Regions from separate parts of the Mus musculus genome. Here regions 1 and 2 are each linked to region 3. The links are chromatin contacts, called in public HiChIP or PLAC-seq and promoter capture Hi-C maps. All regions are on one chromosome and are shown on one strand. The core of a region is the stretch at or near the end of the contact, and the rest is flanking DNA. Distances in the headings are between cores, read along the strand shown.

Evidence for each region. HiChIP or PLAC-seq counts read pairs in DNA pulled down with a chosen protein or histone mark. Capture Hi-C pulls out chosen DNA fragments and counts their contacts.
Region 1: a promoter capture Hi-C map of liver shows a contact between it and region 3. The contact joins the promoter of Lrrc3 here to the promoter of Icosl in region 3. A contact is called at or near these places in 2 of 39 promoter capture datasets (the HPC-7 cell line and HPC-7-derived erythroid cells) and 1 of 9 other capture datasets (liver).
Region 2: an H3K27ac HiChIP or PLAC-seq map of extraembryonic endoderm stem cells shows a contact between it and region 3. The contact joins the enhancer-like site here to the promoter of Icosl in region 3. A contact is called at or near these places in 4 of 39 promoter capture datasets (embryonic stem cells and macrophages), 1 of 484 Hi-C or Micro-C datasets (nephron progenitors), 2 of 115 datasets of contacts at active chromatin or transcription factors (double positive thymocytes and extraembryonic endoderm stem cells) and 3 of 9 other capture datasets (adipose tissue, liver and pancreatic islet).

The regions. Positions count from the first base shown.
Region 1 is chr10:77,901,242-77,904,028 of GRCm38.p6, reverse strand. It overlaps Lrrc3 (leucine rich repeat containing 3), which reads left to right and starts at 1,493. Exons shown (of 2, transcript NM_145152.4): 1 at 1,493-1,630; 2 at 2,297-2,787. The coding sequence starts at 2,429.
Region 2 is chr10:78,208,313-78,211,370 of GRCm38.p6, reverse strand. It overlaps Trappc10 (trafficking protein particle complex 10), which reads left to right. Exons shown (of 23, transcript NM_001081055.2): 9 at 493-607; 10 at 917-993; 11 at 1,896-1,987. Among named protein-coding and RNA genes, the nearest start is that of Pwp2, 25 kb to the right of the region's middle. Within about 2 kb of position 1,465, at least 10 of the 459 cell types and tissues checked have an H3K27ac peak or open chromatin away from gene starts, as enhancers often do. A contact at or near this core is called in extraembryonic endoderm stem cells, where this site is marked.
Region 3 is chr10:78,068,067-78,071,011 of GRCm38.p6, reverse strand. Icosl (icos ligand) reads right to left here and starts at 1,644. Exons shown (of 7, transcript NM_015790.3): 1 at 1,477-1,644. The coding sequence starts at 1,487. It overlaps Gm51775 (a long non-coding RNA gene), which reads left to right and starts at 537. Exons shown (of 3, transcript XR_003948913.1): 1 at 537-552.

The sequences.
Region 1 (2,787 bases), core at 244-2,743, 170 kb after region 3:
AAGACAACTTACGTAAGATACCTCAAAATCATTTTCCACCAGAGAAAGAAGATCGCTGAGTTAGATTCTCTCAAAATTAAAAAAAAAAAAAAAAAAGAAGAAGAAGAAGAAAGAAAGAAACCAACTGTGGGGAAAACTGTCAAGAGAATAGAAAGACAGTTCACACAGACCAAGAAACAATATTTACAAATTATGCATCTGATAAGGAGGGTGTTTCCAGAGAACTCTCACAACTCAAAATTAAAGAAAACAAACGACTCATCGAAAAGCAGAGAAACGGAGCAGACAGGAAACAAAGAAGAACACACCATAAGCCTCTGGAGTGACACAGACCCGTATTACAGCTCAAGCCACCGTTCCACACCCAGAGTGTTAGAGCCACGGGCCCACCAGGAGCTGTTGGCTATGTGCCTGTGTTGTCAGTGGGGTGTAATAAGGAGCCTACCCTGCTCCAGACACTGCCATTCAGGGTATGCACCCAAGGCTGCTGCACAACGCTCCCATGGCCCTTCCGTTAGAGTCCCAGATTAAAACCCAGCCGGAGCCGAACAGGTTACAGTATAGAAACTGGCACAGTGGACCTAGGGAGCCACTCAGCGTGGTGAACCACGAAATAAGGAGGCGGAAAGATAAAATGATAGGAGGCCATTTATGGAAGTCGTGGGAAACGCAGACTCCACGGAGGAAGACAGGTGACAAAGGAAGACTGGGGTCCTCCTGAGGCCGGTGGTGATAGGTTCCCGGCTGAGGATCAGGTCCTGCGTCGACGCTCCCATTTGCCTTTCTATGGTGACCTTAGACCTGAGACTTGGGGTGAGGGGCGTCAGTCATGCGGTGGGGCTGCTCAGGGCGGGGCTTGGCCACGTGGCACGCCCACGGACCCTTCCCTTACCAATGCCCTAGAAAGCCGGTACCTAAACCCGCCCACGCCCCTACAGGCCCCGCCCACATCCCGCCCCAGTCAGTGCAGTTTACATATCAGGCCCCGCCCCTCACATAAACCTCGCCCATAACCCTGTGCACCCCTCCTTGGGCTCCCCCCTCGGTGTTCGCCCCGTAGGATTTTATGAACTCTGTTTAGCTCTTTCTTACGCAGGCCCCAGCCCCTACCCAGCCCCTCACCTATCTGACCCTTCCCCTTAAGGCCTTGGCCCTCCTCAAATAGGACCCTCCCCTCCCCAGCCCCTCTTCCCCGCCTCTCGCACGGGACAGCCCTTTAGAGACCCCGCCCCTCAGCACACAGACCACGCCCTTACCTGGCCCCTCCCACCCACAACATGCTAAGCCCCGTCCCCCAAAGCACAGAACACCAAGGTCCCTTACTAGGACCCCTTTTCACCGGCGCCGTCCTTATCGCAAGGCCCCTCTCCACCTATTCCTCCCCTCCCAAAACCCTCTCAAGGCCCCGCCCAACACACAAACCCCGCCCCTCTGGCCTCAGCCCCACCCTGCCCCTCCTCTTGCCGGCCCCTCCCCTATAGCAAAGGCCCCCGCCCCTCCCGCCATGGCTTGCCCGCCTCCCTTCTTTACTGGCCGCTCGGTGGGCACGGGGCGGGTCGCCGCGGCGCCGGGAGGACTCTGGTCAGGCTCCGGGAAGCTCGGAAGGCGCTGAGCAGCGGCGGCCGCTCAGGTAAAGCCCCCATCCGCCCGCGTGGCCTCCCACCCGCGGAGCTCCACTGTCCCTGCTTTGCCGCCCTGCTCTCTGCTGCCGCTCCCTGCCCAGCCGGGCCGCACGCAGGGGGCTGCTTTTTCTCTCCGGTGTCTCCAGCGCCTCAGGCATGAAGCTTCTGCTTCAGGGTGCGCGGCGAGCTTTATTGATGACCGCGATCTTTAAGGTGTCACAGGTAGCCGAGTGCTTGGGGACAAACTGGTGAACGCGGCCACTTGCCCCGCCCGACCTGGCTCGCACAGATCGAGAGGGAAGACCTCCGCCAGCACGCGCCTAGAGCTGGGGGATGGGGAAGAGATGGATCCTTGGGCCTCCGCCCAGACTTGTGTCCCCAGCTATGGGTGGGTGACCAGAGGCTAGGACAGGGTTCTGTAACTGCCTAGCTAGGGCCAGTCTCCAGCCATCGGTCAGCCCTAGATGTCTTACTTAGCTGGGAGGTGCCTTCTCTGGGTGGCCTTGGGAATCTTCTAGAGTAAGTTACAAAGCAGGTATGTTTGATAGCCCGGAGCCCTGCCTCAAACCTGATATGCCTACGATTCCTTTCCTCCCTGATCCCGTCCTCCCAAATTGAATTGAAATGTGCAGTGGCGGTCACCCTCAGCTCCCTTTCCTCTTTTTTTCTTGTAGAACTGAGATCACTAGGCTCTTCAGCAGGCGAAGACACAAGAGTTTGTGTTGGATGACTGCCTGCAACGTGAGGAAGGACAGTCGCTTGCACATCCCAGTGGAGAAGAGCTACCTGGGTCAGGTGGAGGCAACATGGGCCCCAGGGGCAGGCAGAGCCCCTCAGCCACACTGGCCCCCTCCCAGGGGTCTTGCTTCTTCATCCTCTTCTGCTTACGGTTAGGTGCCTCCTGCCCACAGGCCTGCCAGTGCCCTGACCATGCTGGGGCCGTGGCTGTCCATTGCAGCTCAAGAGGGCTGCAGGAGATCCCTAGGGACATCCCAGCCGACACGGTGCTTCTGAAACTAGACGCCAACAGAATCTCCCGAGTCCCCAATGGAGCCTTCCAACACCTGCCTCAGCTGAGGGAGCTGGACCTGTCCCATAATGCCATTGAGGCCATTGGGCCAGCAGCCTTCTCAGGTCTGGCTGGGGGCCTGCGGCTGCTGGACTT
Region 2 (3,058 bases), core at 216-2,715, 140 kb before region 3:
GTGAATCTGGACACAGCCATGGGGTCAGAGCTTTTTAGTTCTTGCCACTTCTTCAGCAGATGGCAAGTAAGGCAGTGTTAGGGCTGGAATTGGGCAGTGAAGAAGGCGTGTTGGGCAGCAGTGTATGGAGATGCAGGGGTGAGGGAAGAAGGTGCAGCGTGTGGAGATGCGGGTGAGCCAGTGTGTGTTGTGGGTGAGCTGCAGGGACAGGGTACGGTGGGAAATGGCTGCACACAGAGCAGTAGTCAAGAGTGGGGCACGTTAGCTGCATGGCGGGGAAAGGATTCCTGATGCCAGCTCTGTCCCAGAATGAACTAGAAAAGGTGTGAGCTCACAGCAGTCCATGTAATGCAGCGTAAAATTCAGACAGTAATCATTGAGATAAAGCTAAATCGGTCCACAATGAGCGGGCATCAGGATTATATATTTACATTTGTGGGTTGCCTGTTGACTTACAGCAAATGGACTAAAGTGATGTGTTTCCCTCAACAGCTAAAGTCCTTAGGGTACCTATGTGGACTTGTATCAGAAAAAGGGCCCAACTCAGAAGATCTCAACAGAACAGTTGATCTTTTGGCAGGACTAGGAGCCGAGAGACCTGAAACAGGTATGCTTGGTGCTGAAGCACAGTAGAGAATGCCCGAACCCAGAGCTTCCACTGTCAGGTGGAGCTCAGGGCAAGTGTGTGGATCTGTGTGTGCCCCATTCATAAGTCATTTCTCTATTTGAGGGTTTTGTAGAGGATGCTTCTAAGAAATATAATCTCAGAGAACAGTTTTACAGGAAGTGTGCTAAGGCATAAAAATCCCATAAGAGTCCGCTGAGGTCATCACCCTGAGGTCTGAAAGTGAGGGTAGCTCGTACAGCCGATCATTCCCGCCGCTGAGTAAGGACGCTCACTTGCATTGTCTTTCAGCCAACACAGCTCAGAGTCCTTATAAGAAGCTCCAGGAAGCACTGTCCTCAGTAGAGGCCTTTGAAAAGCACTACCTGGTAAGTATGGCGACTACAGAGCCATTCCCCTGGCTGGCTTTGTTCTCCCTCATGGCCTTTTGAATGGGATGAACTGGTACTTTAGAGCCTTGTTGTTAGCCTGAGGAGTTTATTTGTGTATAAAGACTGGGTAATTGCTCACATGTTCCTTAGTGCCCCTGAGATCATAATTAGGCAAATACAGCATGGAAATATTTAAGATTTTGTTCAATGTAATTTTCCCCTTTAGTAAATAGAAACTGCAAGAGCAGATTGTGAGTACTTTCTATTGTCAAAGTGCACATTTGTGTTCGAGGAGAGCTGTCGTGCTTGGTCCCAGAGAGCAATGGAAGGAAGGTGCCAGCTCAGGCCCCAGACTGTGAGCTAGGAAGCATGTGCAAGTCTGTTTGGTGTGTGTGTCCCATTTCATTAGCTGGAAGGACATGTGCTAGGAAGGGTGTCCGCCAACAGAAGCAGTGAGGGAGCTGGGCAGCTGCGCCGTGTGAGCTCGTGCCTGTCTCTTATTGTGTGCTTCATAATGCTGGTGCAAGTTGCGCACTTTGTATGGACATTATGGTATGTCACGTGACAATTTAAAAGTTGATCCCAAGTGAGAACTATCACTCACAGTGTCTCGCTGCAGCTTTGGGTACAGTAAATATAAAGTGTGCCCTGAGAGTTCAAGTACAGGGCTAGAGGGAGGTCTCAGCGGACATGCAGCGCAGCTTGTGCAGAGGACCTGGGTTCCTTTCCCAGGACCCACATTGAGAGGCCTGCAGCTCTAGCTCCAGGGCATCCAGAGCCTCACTGGGCCCCTGCACTCATGTGCATGTGCCTTCAGCTCCACATACATGTAATTACAAATAAAATACATCTTAAAAATAAATTCAAGTATGTAATTGTGCTTTTTTACCTTTTCACAGGACTTGTCCCATGCCACCATTGAGATGTATACAAGTATCGGGCGGATTCGATCTGCCAAGCTTGTTGGAAAAGATCTGGCAGAATTTTACATGTAATTGATGGTGAACTCTGATTTTAAGCATTTCACACATATAATGAGAAAGTTTATATAGAGAGTTAATGTAAAGTTTGTATAGCTTGGTAGATGGAAACAGGTAGAATCCACTAGCCAGTCATCATCTTTGAGTTTCTTCCAGAACCATGTGGGAGGTTTTGGCTTATTTGGTTTTTGGTTAATGGTTGTTACTGATCTTTGACCTGCTGTATTTAATTATCTTTAGTGATACATATCCAGATATGCATGCACAAAACATTCTAATTTAATGAACAATGATAACTTATCTCAGAGCCTGCCTCCAGGATAGGTAAGCAGTGTTTGATCACGTAGGCTTTCTCTAGAGTGCGTCACAGACCCACTGGAAGCAAGTGGGTGGGACGAGCTGGGAGAGAGCGCGGAAACCCGCTCTAGCACTGGAGATTGAATGTGGCAAAACTGATCTGCTGAAGGAGAGCAAGCGTGGCCTGGCACAGTGGGATTCAGTTTCAAAGCGCTGCAAAGAGCTATCATTTATAAAGGGGGGTGGGAGCTTGTATACTGAAATATGTACTTAAGGGAATCTTAGTAGATGAGACAAAAAACTGGTGTGGATTGCTGCTAGTTAGGGGTTTTTAAGATGCCTACTTGACCCCCAGTTTTCTGGAGCAACCATCTCTCACCTAGCTTATGGTGAGGTCGGGGGAGGGGAGGCTGGAACTGTGAGCAAGTTCAAGGGATCATGCTCCACTCCTGCAGTCTTCCAGTGCTGTGAGTTTAATGCACTTGAGCACTACAGAATCCAGAGGCACAGATTCCCAGTGCCAGGCACTGGTCTACTGGCTAAGACCTGGAGACGCAATTCACCTTTACCACATACTAGCTAAATGACAGTTGGCCTTCCTCTTCTTAAGGGTCTCCAGATTGTATGGGATCACTGAATACTTAGAGTGTTTCCTAACCCTAAAGGTAGCTTGTATCTGCCCAGTCATAGCTGACCACACTTTATGGCTGGACTATAAAGACTGTTGGCATGGGTCAGTGTGGCATGTCTCAGCTTGTTACCAGGGCTTTGGACAAGCCCTTCCC
Region 3 (2,945 bases), core at 395-2,894:
GAAAGGGCTCTGAGAGTCCCTGCTTTGAGGTCTGTGCCCCCTCCCTGTGACCTAACCTTCTGTAGAGAAATGGTTACAAGCTGCATTTGAAGGAGATAGAGACACCTGATGGCCCCAAAGGAGACAGGTGAGAACCAGGACTGTCTGAAACCAAACTTGGTGGAATGCCATGTTCCAGGCCCTTGGTGATACACAAAAGACGGTGTCCTATGTATCTCAGCCTAGCTGCCTCCTTTTAGAGGTCTGGTTGGTGGTGGGAGTGAGGGGGGGGGGGGGAGAAGGGTGGTGGGAAGAAGGGCACTTCACCCTACTCTAAAGCAGTCTTGGATACTTTAGCCAGAGTTTGCCTAGTCTCCCAAGGCCGTCTGTTCTATGGAGACTCTCTATAGGGGCTAAGACCCTGCAGCAGGTCACAGACACTTCACAGTTGCCCACACACCTTTTATAAAACCTCACTCTCAGCCAGGCAGTGGTGGCGCACGCCTTTAATCCCAGCACTTGGGAGGCAGAGGCAGGCAGATTTCTGAGTTTGAGGCCAGCCTGGTCTACAGAGTAAGTTCCAGGACAGCCAGGGCTACACAGAGAAACCCTGTCTCAAAAAAACACCAACCAACCAACCAACCAACCAACCAACCAACCAACCAACCAAAAATTCTCCCTCTCTTTCAACAGCAGCCCTGAAATTCTCAGAAGATTGTCTCAAAAGAAACCCTTGGGAAGCCACAGGGAGGGATGGATGGACACACACACACACGCACACACGGGGGGGGGGGGGTGTCCCCAGGAATGATTAGTGGGCAAACCACAAACTCAAGCCAGCCACTGGCCAGCAGGCACTCGGTAGCCTGCAAGGTCTCCCCTTTTCTATCCCTGGAGACTCTGTGGTTAGGACACTTGTGGACTGAGGACCTCAGCAAGTAGCCAGTGGAGATGGAGTGTCTACGGTACAAGTGCCTGAGGGAAATATTTGCAAAACGCCGGAGCGCAAAACTGTCTCTCTCTCACACACACACACACACCCCTCCTACACACCTCCCACTTCCCCTGCCCAGTCTGGATCTGTGAGGGAAGTCAAGTGTACAAGGAGGTGTCCTGTCCCCATGCACTGGGTATCAGCTGGCCTTTGAGGTAACACACATCCTCCCTTCTGGGAAATCAACAGGGAGAAGGGCGGCGGCGGCTAAGCCAGTGCCCATGGCTGCTATGAGTTTTCACCTTCAGTACCGGCTCTTGCCCTTCCTCCGCCTACAGCCGCCCACGCGCCGGGGTCTGGTCCGCGGGTGCAGCGGGTTAGCCCTGCGCCGCCCCCTGCCGTCCAAGCCGGCAGGTCCAGGTGTGGCCGCTAGCCGTCCGGAACTGGGCACATCTGCGCCGGTACAGAGCCGCTGCGCTAGCGTCGGGCAATCTCAGTCCTAGTTCGGGTGGGTCCCCGGCTCCCCCACCCCACTCACGGGACACAACAGCGAACGGACTCACTTTAGCTGCATGGTGCGAGCGCAGACTGCGGGGTGCTGGATTTCGGACGCGGAGAGTTGCAGCGGCTGGGGTTCCGGAGCTGTTGGGGGCCACGAAGAACTGGGGAGCTTCCAGGCTTGGGGCGCTGAAATCTGGGGTTCTTGAGGCTTTGGCGGCAGGAGACCCGCTGTAACTGCGCTCGCTAGCGCTGCGCGCCTGGCTAATTGGGCACAGGCGGGATCCCGCCCTCGGCCCATCCCTCCGGCCACCTCCGAGCGGGGGTTGGAGGCGGGGAGCTCCGCCTCCGCTCTCCCGCTCCCGAAAGTAACCCAATCGGCTGCTGAGCAGGGTCGGAGACTTGGGCATGAGTTACAGGTGCCAGGGTGTGGGGTGGTTTGTGGATCCCGGCGAGGGCAAAAGGAGGGCCGGCTCCGGTGCGGCCGAAAGTCTGGGCACTGAGGCTTAGGGTGAGGGTGGGAAGACAGGAAACTCAGCCGCTGCACCCCCCACCCCCCCCCCCCCCAACGCTGCCCAGAACATTCCCGGCCTGGTCCCTGCGTCCCTCTTTTAGAGCCCGATGTTGGGCCCTGTCTTGTAGAAGATGAACCAAGGTTCAAAGCCCGGACCTGGGGCTGACCAAAGACCGTAGATGATCAGAAAACCTAACGACTAGGAATTAAAAAGTGAAAGCCAGGCGAGTGGGAGGAGAGAGGGGCCAGCAGGAGGGAGAAAGGGAGGAGAAGACGGGCTCCACTCTTGTCCAGATCTCCCATCACCCAACTTCGAAGGCTTGGTGAGGGATAAAGTTGTGGAACACAGAATGAAGTGTCCATTTTCTCCTCCAAAGCCAGCCAGACTTGGCAATCCTGTTCCCAGCCTCGTGCTCTCTGGCACTCACTCTGGGAGAGCCTTAACGGTTCATAAGCGTTGAGCCTGTGTCTAAGCTCAGGACTCTCTTCTCACCCCATTCCCTGCTCTCCCTCAACCCCCACGCCCCCTCCCCGCCCCACCTGCCAGTGAATTGAGAATGCGGGAGGCCAGGGAGAGGCAGGCAGGTGGATCTCTTGAGTCTGAGGCTAGCCTGGTCTACAGAGTGAGTTCTAGGACAGTCAGGGCTACACAGAGAAACCCTGTCTCGAAAAAGAAAAGGAAGAGAAGGTGGAGGAGGAGGCGGGGAGGAGGAGGAGGAAAGAAGAGAAGAGAAGAGAAGAGAAGAGAAGAGAAGAGAAGAGAAGAAGAAAAGAAAAAAGAAAAAAGGAAAAGAAAAGAAAAGAAAAGAAAAGAAAAGAAAAGAAAAGAAAAGAAAAGAAAAGAAAAGAAAAAGAAGCCGAGCAGTGGTGGCGCATGCCTTTAATCCCAACACTTGGGAGGCAGAGGCAGGTGGATTTCTGAGTTCGAGGCCAGCCTGGTCTACAGAGTGAGTTCCAGGACAGCCAGGGCTACACAGAGAAACCCTGTCTTGAAAAAAAAAGAAAGGGAGGGAGGGAGGG